Regions from separate parts of the Zea mays genome. Here region 1 is linked to region 2. Evidence: chromatin contacts called from public Hi-C data. All regions are on one chromosome and are shown on one strand. Each heading gives the region's core, a stretch centred on a gene start, on an enhancer-like site or on the middle of the called end of the contact. The rest is flanking DNA. Distances are from core to core; before and after follow the strand shown. Region 1 holds the start of LOC100193235. Region 2 holds the start of LOC100276042.

Region 1 (5,219 bases), core at 2,549-5,048, 390 kb before region 2:
GCAGAGACAGGTCTTCTATTGCTCATGACAATAGTGGTAAAATTCACAAGCTTTGACAGGCAGTTTCATATTAGAATCTGCCACGAAATCATAGGACTTCTACATGGTTTGGCCTCAAGCATCAATTTCACTTTCATCATAAAACAGAAGAAAAAACAGGGTGAAAACATTAAGTGAGTGACATGACTTTGCATTGAATATGCTGCTTCTATCCACCCAGTGCAACCTATAAAAGGCTGAAATGCGAGCCCAATGGAATCGACACGAGTCAGTTGGCATGAGATATTCATGGGCTTATGCAAACTATATGACTATAGTCCAGGTTTAACTAAGAGCAGAGATGGTTCCCAATACTGGGGCAGTGGGGCCATACAAGATCCTCAAAAGAACTTTCAAATGCACACCATTTTTTAAGAAATGAAGTTTTACCAAATAAAACAATTTGGACTAAAATAAATTAATGGCAAGGCTGAAAACATCTAATAGTCAGGGCAACAGCAGAATATCCTGCATAGTTTACCTGCTCCAACAACTGTGTGAATCTCATCAATGAAAAGAATGGTCTGCCCATCAGAATCTGTAACTTCTTTGAGAACAGCCTTAAGTCTATCCTCAAACTCTCCACGATATTTTGCACCAGCAATCAATGCACCCATATCAAGTGCAATTAGCTATTTAAAAGAAACAATAGAATAGAGTTAAAACATGACCTCTAAAAAGTTACAAAAGTATCCAAAAGAAGCCAAGAAGGTACAGTAGTTACAATTTAAATAATGCTTCCATTATTGTTAGACAATGCACTAAAGCAAAGAAAACACACACACACACACACAACCAGTATTTAACTGGTTATTAGCAATTCAATATTTTGGAAACTGATTAAAATCATCTATAACATATCACAAAAAACGATATATCATATCAAAGAGTTAGCTATGTCAAGATATTCTAATGTAAATCTGAACGTCAACTACAGAGTATACTAATGGACACCAAACATTACCAAAATACTTGTACAACTTAAAGGACAAAGAAATAGAACAGGTGGAAGAATTATGTGGAAGAATTATGTTTTGAAAACTATGTTCAGATGAACTACTTCAACATTAATCGGTTGCAGCATAAAAAAGTGCTCAAAGACAACAGAAGACTTTAACGTACAACACGTCATGTACTCTAGAACTACGACAAAATATCATGATAAATGTGGAACAAATTCTTCAATAATTTAGAAGAGAATCCAAAAATGTGCTTGACTCTGAAGAACATAAATGCATAATACATGAATGAATAACTTACTCGCCGGTTTGTCAGAGCTTGTGGGACATCTCCTTGAACAATCCTCTGAGCTAGTCTAAACAATAAACAAAAAATCAAGTTAAGGGAACTATTTCGATAAACAGTGATATGTTGTGCAAAAAGCATTGTTTACCAACCCTTCAGCTATAGCCGTTTTCCCTACACCAGGTTCACCAATTAGAACTGGATTGTTCTTTGTTCTTCGTGATAAAATTTGTATACATCTTCGAATCTCATCATCTCTTCCAATAACTGGATCAAGCTTCCCTTGACGTGCCATAGCTGTCAGATCCTTTCCATACTTATCCAAAGCTTCGTACTTACCCTCAGGATCTATTAGAAATGCATAATTTTAGTTTTTCATGTGAAAATATCTACTATTGTATCAGAGGGAAACAAGAGTTCAAGGCAAAAGTTTGCATAACTACATATTATGCATGAAATGGTTAAAGGTGATGTCTACTTCAGCACATCACTACAACTTCAAAGCACGAGTTTCTTCGTGCATCTTCTGTGCCCGTCCCGCGCGCCCAGTGAGATTTGCCCCGTGTGCATGCCCAGCGCTCAGCTGCAAAAAATGGGTGTGACCAGGGGCTCGAACCCTGCCCACAGGGTAAAGAGCTGAGCGCTTCCACCACTATTGGTTTGTGTTATATGGAGGAGATATACTGTAAATACATACATACTAATAATTTGAAATTAAAAAAATAATTATATTTGAATAAATATATCATTTAAATAAGATCTACCTATATGATATATAGAATCCGTAGCAATTTACGGGCAACTAACTAGTGTTTCATTACTTGTCATTTTCTTTGTGCAATTTATGGGAAAATAGGTTACACCATCCAATTTTATTGGGGCACAGACAGGAAAAGGATAAAAGTTGCAAGCATGTTAATGTCAGTATTGCAATATTTCCAAAGCTAGGGGGCAAGAAAAGAAAGCTTGTACCTTGATCAATTACATTTTGCTTCCCTCTGATCGATTCAATGGCTGATTTCAAGGTCTTCACAGTAATCTGAAAATCCTTGAACAGCTGTGTCCCAAACCGCTTATCTTCGGCAAAGCCAAGGACTAGATGTTCAACTGAGACATATGAATCACCATACTCTTTCTTAAAGTCCCTTGCTCTTTGTATCAGAGCTTCTAAGTCACGCCCCAACATAGATCCAGGTTCTTCACCTAATACCTGAATCATTGAGCTGAACATAAGAAAACTATGACCGGGAGATATATTTTTTGCTCAATTAAAAGCAACATATAGAAAGACATTGAAGTGGACTTTATTGCGATGAACAAAAAACATTTTCAGTTTCCTGACGTATCAGTCCTAGTCCATAGCAAGATGCATTATTCTTGTGAAAGCAAACTGCATCTGGGTATCAGCAGAATCTAAGTGTGTTGAGCATGAAGCACCTTAGGCTGCCTCTGGATGAATTTCTTTGTGGCATCGAGAAGCCTTGTATTGTCAACTCCTGCCTTAGAAAAGATACGGCGGGCAAGGCCATTCCGTTGCTCCAGCAGGGATTTCATCAGATGTTCGGTCTCCACAATCTGGTGTTTGCTCTCCTTTGCCACCTCGGGGGATGAGACAATTGCTTGCCACGCCATCTCAGTGAACTCTTGTTGTGTAATCTGTCAGCAAAATAGGTAACCACGAGTGAGATATAGAGGGGGAAAATGCAATTTCTTGGCTCTTCAAAGGAGTTCAATAATAAAAAATGTAGTAATATTTATGATAAATAGTAAGTATCAAGCATGTAATTTATTTTCCATAATAAAGTTATTTGAGGATTCGAATATTAATAGTATTTTCTATATCCCATGTGCATTAGTATTTTAGGACCGGGAGTGTAGTAAAAGTGCTATGAAAATTTAATGAAAAATGGGGGCGTAAATAAATGCATCGGTTGTTATAGGACTGTGACATAGGAATTGAAAACCGGACATGCTAGTATCTTCTTTTAATGAAAATAAAAGATAAAAAGAAGTGAGCAAAATCGGACCGAAAATGAAGGCGAGGGGAACAGGTTCATATCATACCCTGCCGTCCCGGCTGGTGGCGTTGCAGCGCACCGAGAGCGGCGTCCGGCGGGGCCTCCTCCCGACCAGCGGAGCCAGCACCCCGCCCCTTCCTCCTCTCGTCGTCCTTAGTGCCGCCTTACCCCTCACAGGACCCGCCCTCGCCGCGCCCCACGCCGCGGCTACGACCGGCGTCGGCGCGGCGGGGGCGGAGGTTAGGAAGGAGAGTACGTCGGCGGACAGCGGCGGCGCGGCGGCCATGGTGGGGCGCTGGCGGCACAATCTCGATGGTTTATCTGAAGCTGGGAGGAGCAATTCAGAATGGAATGGAACTCTGGATTGGATGGTTTATCACAATAATGGTATGCTATGGAACAGACGGGCGCGGCAGGACGGGACGAAGCGTGTATAAACTCGGTGGCGGCGTGAAGAGTGGAGAGAAGCGGAGGAGGAGGTTCTGGGAGCTTCGGGGGCCAACGAGCACTCCGTGGAGATTTGAGAAGGTCCGGAAGATTATTGGGAAAGGAAGCTTCGGAAGGGAGGTGGGTGAGAGTTTTTTTTGGAACCGTGATATCCCGAACACTGGGCTTTTGAAAATCAGTATCCCCAATAGCGCAATCTGAATCTCTACTACCTATTAAGGCTGTAAGAGTAGTCTGCCGTTCTGCCGTTCTGCAATCTTAGCCATTTACACTCGATCCAACGTCGACGCACTGCGCCCTCCGCTCGCGACCAACCCGACCCACCCGCGCTCCCCCGCATCGCAACTCAACATTCTACCTCGCGAAACCCTATCAACGCCGCCGTCACCCGAACCCCATCCACGAGGAAGTCGCGCCAGCGCCGGAGCGTCCTCACCGCCGACGCCGCGACGCCGCCGCTGAAGCCTGCGGTGATGCAGAAGACGGCGACACTCGCTACCAACCATGACCCTGCCGTGGTCTTGCAAGCGACAGAACCAAGCCCTCCACTCCCTTTCTCCATCCTCTCGTGGAAGATGAAGACGCAACCGTCGCACGCCCGATGACAGCACTCACATCGTTCCCTCTTCCTCTTCCTCCCGCGCAAGGTCAACCATGTCGTCACCGGAACGGGAACCCGCCACCCCTCGTCTCCGTCTGGAATCAGGTGAGCCCCGCCTCACCCCTTATCTCGTCTCACCTCATCAGTTTTAGTCTGATTTCTCGTGAAAGGAAGCGCATATGCGAAGGCTTGCTGGTGGTTCACGGGTTGGGCCAGTTTGTGTAACCAAATCATGCACAAAGCTATAAAATTAGGCATGAATAACCTCACAAATTTGAAACAATGATGTTGCAGATACCTCAGAGCGCCCCTGATTTATTTTGAACCGATGAATTCACGCTGGTTTAGTCAGTTGAGATGTTCATACATAGGTAGGTGTTGGAGTGTACACGAACATTATACAGATAGGTTTTATACTTATGCGTGTCAATACCATTTTCTGGAACAAAAGGAATTAGTTGTTTCTTGTCATCACTATATTTTGTCAATAGATACTAAGGTGTTGTTTTAGATGGTATGGCTTCACATTGCACCCGATCCATCCTCTACCCTTTCTCTAAGTAATTAAGCGAAAGTAGACAACAACTATGATGAATTATTTTTGTTTCTTTTTCCTCCGCAGAGTACGTACTCTCTTTTAGCAAAAGTAGACGGCAGCTACGATTAAATAATTGATGAGCATAATTTATTGTCTTGGTATTCATACCATAAGAATACGACTATTGAATCTTTTTCCTGTTTATGTATCACAGGTGATTCTTGCAGCCTCTGTAGTATCAAAGTCTGTAAAAGGTAAGCTGGTTTACTATTGCCCATTTATGAAATCTAAATACATATTAAAATTCCTTGTACCGCTTTATGCATTCTTG
Region 2 (5,204 bases), core at 1,890-4,389:
CTTTTGCTATGGTTTTACTATAAACTTCCGTTCCTTATCCTGTGCCATCATGTTAAAGCTGTGATGTTTAGATCATCCAACATTATGCAAACCATGATATCCATGGACATATTTGTGAGGCTAACTTCATACTTGAAGATAAAATACATAGTTCATATTCATATGCATGAGCTCGTGTTAATTTAGTACTTAAAAGAACTCAAATATTCATTGTATCTGCTCATGTGTTTTACTTGAATTTGTGTATTCTGTACAACGTAGGCACTGATCGCCATCGAGAAGCAAAAGGTAGCAGAGAAGGAGGCAGAAACACAGAAGAAGATTGCGCTATCTGAAGCAGAGAAGAACGCGCAGGTGAGCAAGATCCTGATGGAGCAAAAGCTGATGGAGAAGGACAGTTCCAAGAGACAGGAGAAGATTGATAATGAAATGTACCTGGCACGAGAGAAAGCACTAGCAGATGCAAACTACTACAGGCACGGATGGCAATGCCATATTCTTTTCAAATCCATTTTGTCCGTGCATGCCTCTTGTTTTCTTTTTTCGTACTAACTGTATTTGGTTTGGTCTGTCCAGGATTTTGAAGGAAGCAGAGGCAAATAGGCTCAAACTGACACCTGAGTATCTGGAGCTGAGGTTCATTGAATCAATTGCCAACAACTCAAAGATTTTCTTTGGTGAAAAGGTATTGACTCGGACCTGCTATGTACTGTTTTTTTTCTCAATGGTTCCTCAAGTCATGGGCTGAGCTGTGAACTACTCTGCAGATTCCTAACATGATCATGGATCAAAGGTTGCTCAAGAATTACCTTGATGCTGTTCCTAGGAAGGACCATTATGAAATGTAGCCGCGGGTTCCGTGGGTTGGAAGCAGAAGTCTTTCTTTTTTGTGTGATCCCACGCAGTAGATAGGATTACCGTGTAGCCGTCCAGTATACTAGTAAGCCAGAAAGGAGTCATCAGGATCCTCTTGAAGATGAAATTAGCAGTCATGAGATCTTTGGCTTGTTTTGTGTAGTAGCAGCATTAGGGCACCTGGAGCATTCGCATGTGACCGACAGTGATGCAACCAGTGCAAATCCTGTAGTCTTCAAAACTGATGGTCAAGGCCGCTGGCCTCCAAACCCAGGTAATCTCTTGAAAAGGATCTGGGTTATAATTTTTGACTGATGGGCAGAACAATTTGTAGCACTGCTGATGCCAAAGTTTTCTCGATCATAAATGTGCAAGTTTGCTCCCTGACTTAATTATGTCTCTTTTTTCTGCTTCTTGCACACCACCTGATCGACTGCAGAACACTCGGTGCTTCTACTTAAAGATTTCTCATGTGATGTACGCCTCTACCTTTCCTGTCTTATAGGCCTGCCACACAAGCTTACTAAGAAACTAGTATAATACTTTTGTGTTGAGACAACAAAAATCATATTGGTTGGAGTAGGTTAGGTCCTACTAACAGTGTAACGGATGAGCGACAAAATCATATTGGTAGGAGTAGGTTAGGTCATACTAACAGTGTAACGGATGAGCGACATGTGAGGGTCTGGAAAGACCATGACCCGTAAGTTACTTATATATAGTCACTTAAAACACATACTTAAAACACATATGATATGTGATAAAAAAAAATAGAATGTATAAGTTGCTGAAGATAGTCTAATCTTTGATGTAGTCTCCCTACAAAAAAATACCCATAAAAAATAAATATATCAAAACAAATATATAGCCCATATTAAATGGAAAAGCTCTATATAACCTCTCGAACTTTTAGAGGGTAGTCTACTTCATCACCCCATCTTTAAAATTGATTGTTTAACCTCCTCATTTTATAAAACCAAAAAAATAACAAAAAAATAATTTTTTGATGGTTTTGATGACATGATACTGATTTAAATGATACAGTTTTATCTTTTTCTGTTTTTTGTCATGTAGTGGTATCTAAAAGTTATAAAATTCTTCAAAAAAATTGACAATTAGATATTATGTTTGTCCTATTTTTTTTTTAAATTTTAGAAGTAATAGCTTCATTATTAAAAATAAAACTACATAAGACAAAACTGCTAAGCACAAGTTATTCTACTTAAGTGTTAGCCGGTGGTTCAAATTATATATTTAATAATCAAACGCATCAAATTGCTAAGCAATAAAAATCAAACAACGCTCGCTCGTAGATGTGACATAACGTCTTTATGCAGAATTATAGCAATAGAGAATAGAGTGGCGTTAGACCCATTTGGTTTTGGTTTGAGGGACTAAATATTAATCTCTTTATTTTAGTCTCTCCCTAAATAGTTAAAACGGTGGAACTAAAACAAGAACTAAACTGTTTTAGTCACTAATCCCTCAAAGTGTGACTAAAAAGGATTCAACCATATTAATTTTATCCTTTACCTCTATTTTTTCAATTGCACTAGTAGCAAAAGAATGTTAAGAAATATTTTAGTCTTTTTATAAGTCATTTAATATGTTTTAAATATGTCTAGTCTCTGCAACCAAATAGGATAGAGACTAAACTTTAGTCATTTAATCCCTCAACTAGTCACCTCGCACAAAATGAGCAGGAAGGTTGAGTCACTCACATTCTCTTCATTTTTTCTCATGCTCGCACTAAAGTCTATTATACCTATATGAGCTAGAGTATGCATATATGAGCTGAGTAGTGCTTCTCTAGGCAATACAGAGTTTAATTATAGTATGTATAAATGCATTTTTAACGAGTAAAACTATGTGTCGCTTATATTGTTGTACAGTACAATGTACGGTTGTAACATGGCTACGTTTGTTATATCTATACCCGTATGGGCTGATTTGGTGACCGGGGATCCCGAGGGGAAGAAATCCTCTTGCTATTCAAAATTGAATTGCGAGGGGATTCCTCCCCCATGGATCCCTTAGGGATCCCTAACCACCAAATCAGCTCTATAAGGTGAAGAGTGAATGATCGTACCATTTTAAGTAAGGGGGTGTTTGGTTTCTAGGGACTAATGTTTAGTCCCTTCAATTTGTTCCATTTTAATATATAAATTGACAAATATAGAAACTAAAATAGAGTTATAGTTTCTATATTTGATAATTTTGTAACTAAATTTGAATAAAATCTAGGGACTAAAAATTAGTCCTTAGAAACCAAACACCCCCTAAGTAAGATAGTTTTTCACTCTATCTAGCGTACCGAACTACCTATCCTATCCCCTCGCGTCGCATCTTTCCTCTCGTAACGCGTATCAGTGCCAACCAGGCAGCCATCGCCGCGGCCCTCGTGCCTCTGCATCGCGGCGCGCCTTGGTGCTCCATCCACGTAATCCCTGAGGTGCGGCACAGGCGTGGAGGTATCTCGGCAGTCGGCAGGGCGGCTGGAGTTCGGTCCCAGAAGAGATGGCGGGGGGCCCTGATGTCGCGGGCTTGATCGAGGATGATGCGGTCTCCGTCATCACGGAGGTAAACGCTGAGAGATCTCGTGATGGACTCAGGTTGTGTTTTGAGCGAAGTTGCGAAATTGGTAGGTCCGGTTCGTGGGGGGATCGAGGGGGGAAGTGGGGCCAGTCTATCCGATCTTTAGCTGAGGCAGCACCTGCTACATGAAAGTATATGGTACAATACAACGGCGCACGGAGGAGACTACAGAGGGTAATCGATCGATGTGCATAGTGTCGTTTGGCTCTGGAATCGAGCGGGTCCGATTGATTGGTGAGTAGTTCCTCCCAGACCGACCAAATTGAGGATAGGTACCCCATTTTTCTTAACAGGTTCATTAGCATATTAATTGCCATGTCTAGGAAAATTTCTACACTCTGTTACAACTACATAGAGGGTCCCTAGAAGTCTATAAAAAAGTTTCCAAAAATTGATATGCAGTAGTCCGGCCGCACGCACTTGAACAATAATATTCCAGAGAGGCCCTCCAAAGGTGCATGGAGGATGGACCAGACACAGCATAGCCTTCTGAACAAAGGATTTGGCCTTTTTGGTTCATGTCCTGCCATGCAATGCAACTCAGGAGCCAGACATTCATCTGCACCCAGGCACAGGAAATCGGACGGCTGAGCTTGCAACCAAACAGACCCTTCGTGCCCATTTGTTCTTGCATTGCTTTTTTTAGTTGCAGACATTGACCCTTGTGAATGCCATGTTGAATAACCCTTCAAAGGGCTTGTTTGGTTCAACTTTTTTCTGACCAGCTTTTCTGAAAATCTAGCTGTGCGGAGAATCTGGCTGTATAGAGAATCTGAGTATCATTAGGATTACGTGCGGAGGAAGATAAAGGTGTCCATAAGACTCAGGATCTAGAAAGTGATGGATTCCTACTATTGCAACGACTCAACCGATTATATGTTTATGTTGATTTTAAATGATTTTTACCCAAACGAATTTTATATAAGCTGACTGAAAAGCTAAGCGTTTGGCAGTCCGCAGCAGCTTTTGGTGGCCAGAAGCTCCAAAAAGCTGAAACAAACAGTGGCAAAGTTCACTAGGTTATACTGTAACGAGATGACCAGCTGTTTCAGTGGATTTAATTTTCTTTGGATGGTGAAGGTGACACTTGACTTGTGGAAAACGACTATATGCTATCCATGTGCCCGAACCTTGATTTGTGGATTTTGTTGGGTTTTAACTCTATCCTGTCCCAACTTGCTTGGGACTAAAATTTTCTGTTGGTGCTGCTGCTGCTGGTGGTGAAGGTGACACTTCTAAACTTATTTAGTAAAGTGATTTGTTTTTACTGTGTTTTATCATGGTGGTCCAACTTTTTTTATCATGTTGGATCAAGTTGGAGTTCTTTGTTTGTGTAGCGATGACAAAGCGAGTCTCATCATAGACGTATAACCAGTTTATTTTGGATAGAATAATGGCTATGCATGAAATCATGCATAACACTAGAGTGAAAAGAAAGATGGTCTAGTGCTCAAAGTGGACTTTGAGAAAGCCTATGATAAACTTATTTGGGATTTCCTTTTCTCTTGTCTTGAACAAAGAGGTTCTCACAAGCATTTGTGTGAGTGAATCAATTTGGTGATGAACTGATGATCTCGGGAACCCTTAGTGTGAAAGTCTAGAACATCTATGGTCCCTACTTCAAAATTTAGAAAAGGGGTAAGATAATAAGATCCACTTTCCCTTTTTATTTAATATAGATATTTTTTTTAAAAAAATGATAATCTCTGCTCAAAAGAACAACCTCCTCATAGACCTAGTGCCAGAATATTGTG

What was found. Hi-C and Micro-C count contacts between places; a contact is called where the count stands out from the background.
Region 1: a Hi-C map of ear shows a contact between it and region 2, with 2.6 times the contacts expected there. The contact joins the promoter of LOC100193235 here to the promoter of LOC100276042 in region 2. A contact is called at or near these places in 4 of 25 Hi-C or Micro-C datasets (bundle sheath, ear, leaf and 1 more).

Annotation. Positions count from the first base shown.
Region 1 is chr9:129,726,196-129,731,414 of Zm-B73-REFERENCE-NAM-5.0, reverse strand. LOC100193235 reads right to left here and starts at 3,798. Exons shown (of 10, transcript NM_001358687.1): 1 at 3,349-3,798; 2 at 2,722-2,940; 3 at 2,257-2,494; 4 at 1,437-1,632; 5 at 1,300-1,354; 6 at 521-671. The coding sequence starts at 3,588. It overlaps LOC103639060 (a long non-coding RNA gene), which reads left to right and starts at 4,093. Exons shown (of 11, transcript XR_002264985.2): 1 at 4,093-4,455; 2 at 5,103-5,142.
Region 2 is chr9:129,333,431-129,338,634 of Zm-B73-REFERENCE-NAM-5.0, reverse strand. LOC100276042 reads left to right here and starts at 3,139. Exons shown (of 4, transcript NM_001412696.1): 1 at 3,139-3,435. The coding sequence starts at 3,373. LOC100382287 (SPFH/Band 7/PHB domain-containing membrane-associated protein family) reads left to right here. Exons shown (of 9, transcript NM_001175037.1): 7 at 262-476; 8 at 577-685; 9 at 768-1,245. The coding sequence ends at 848.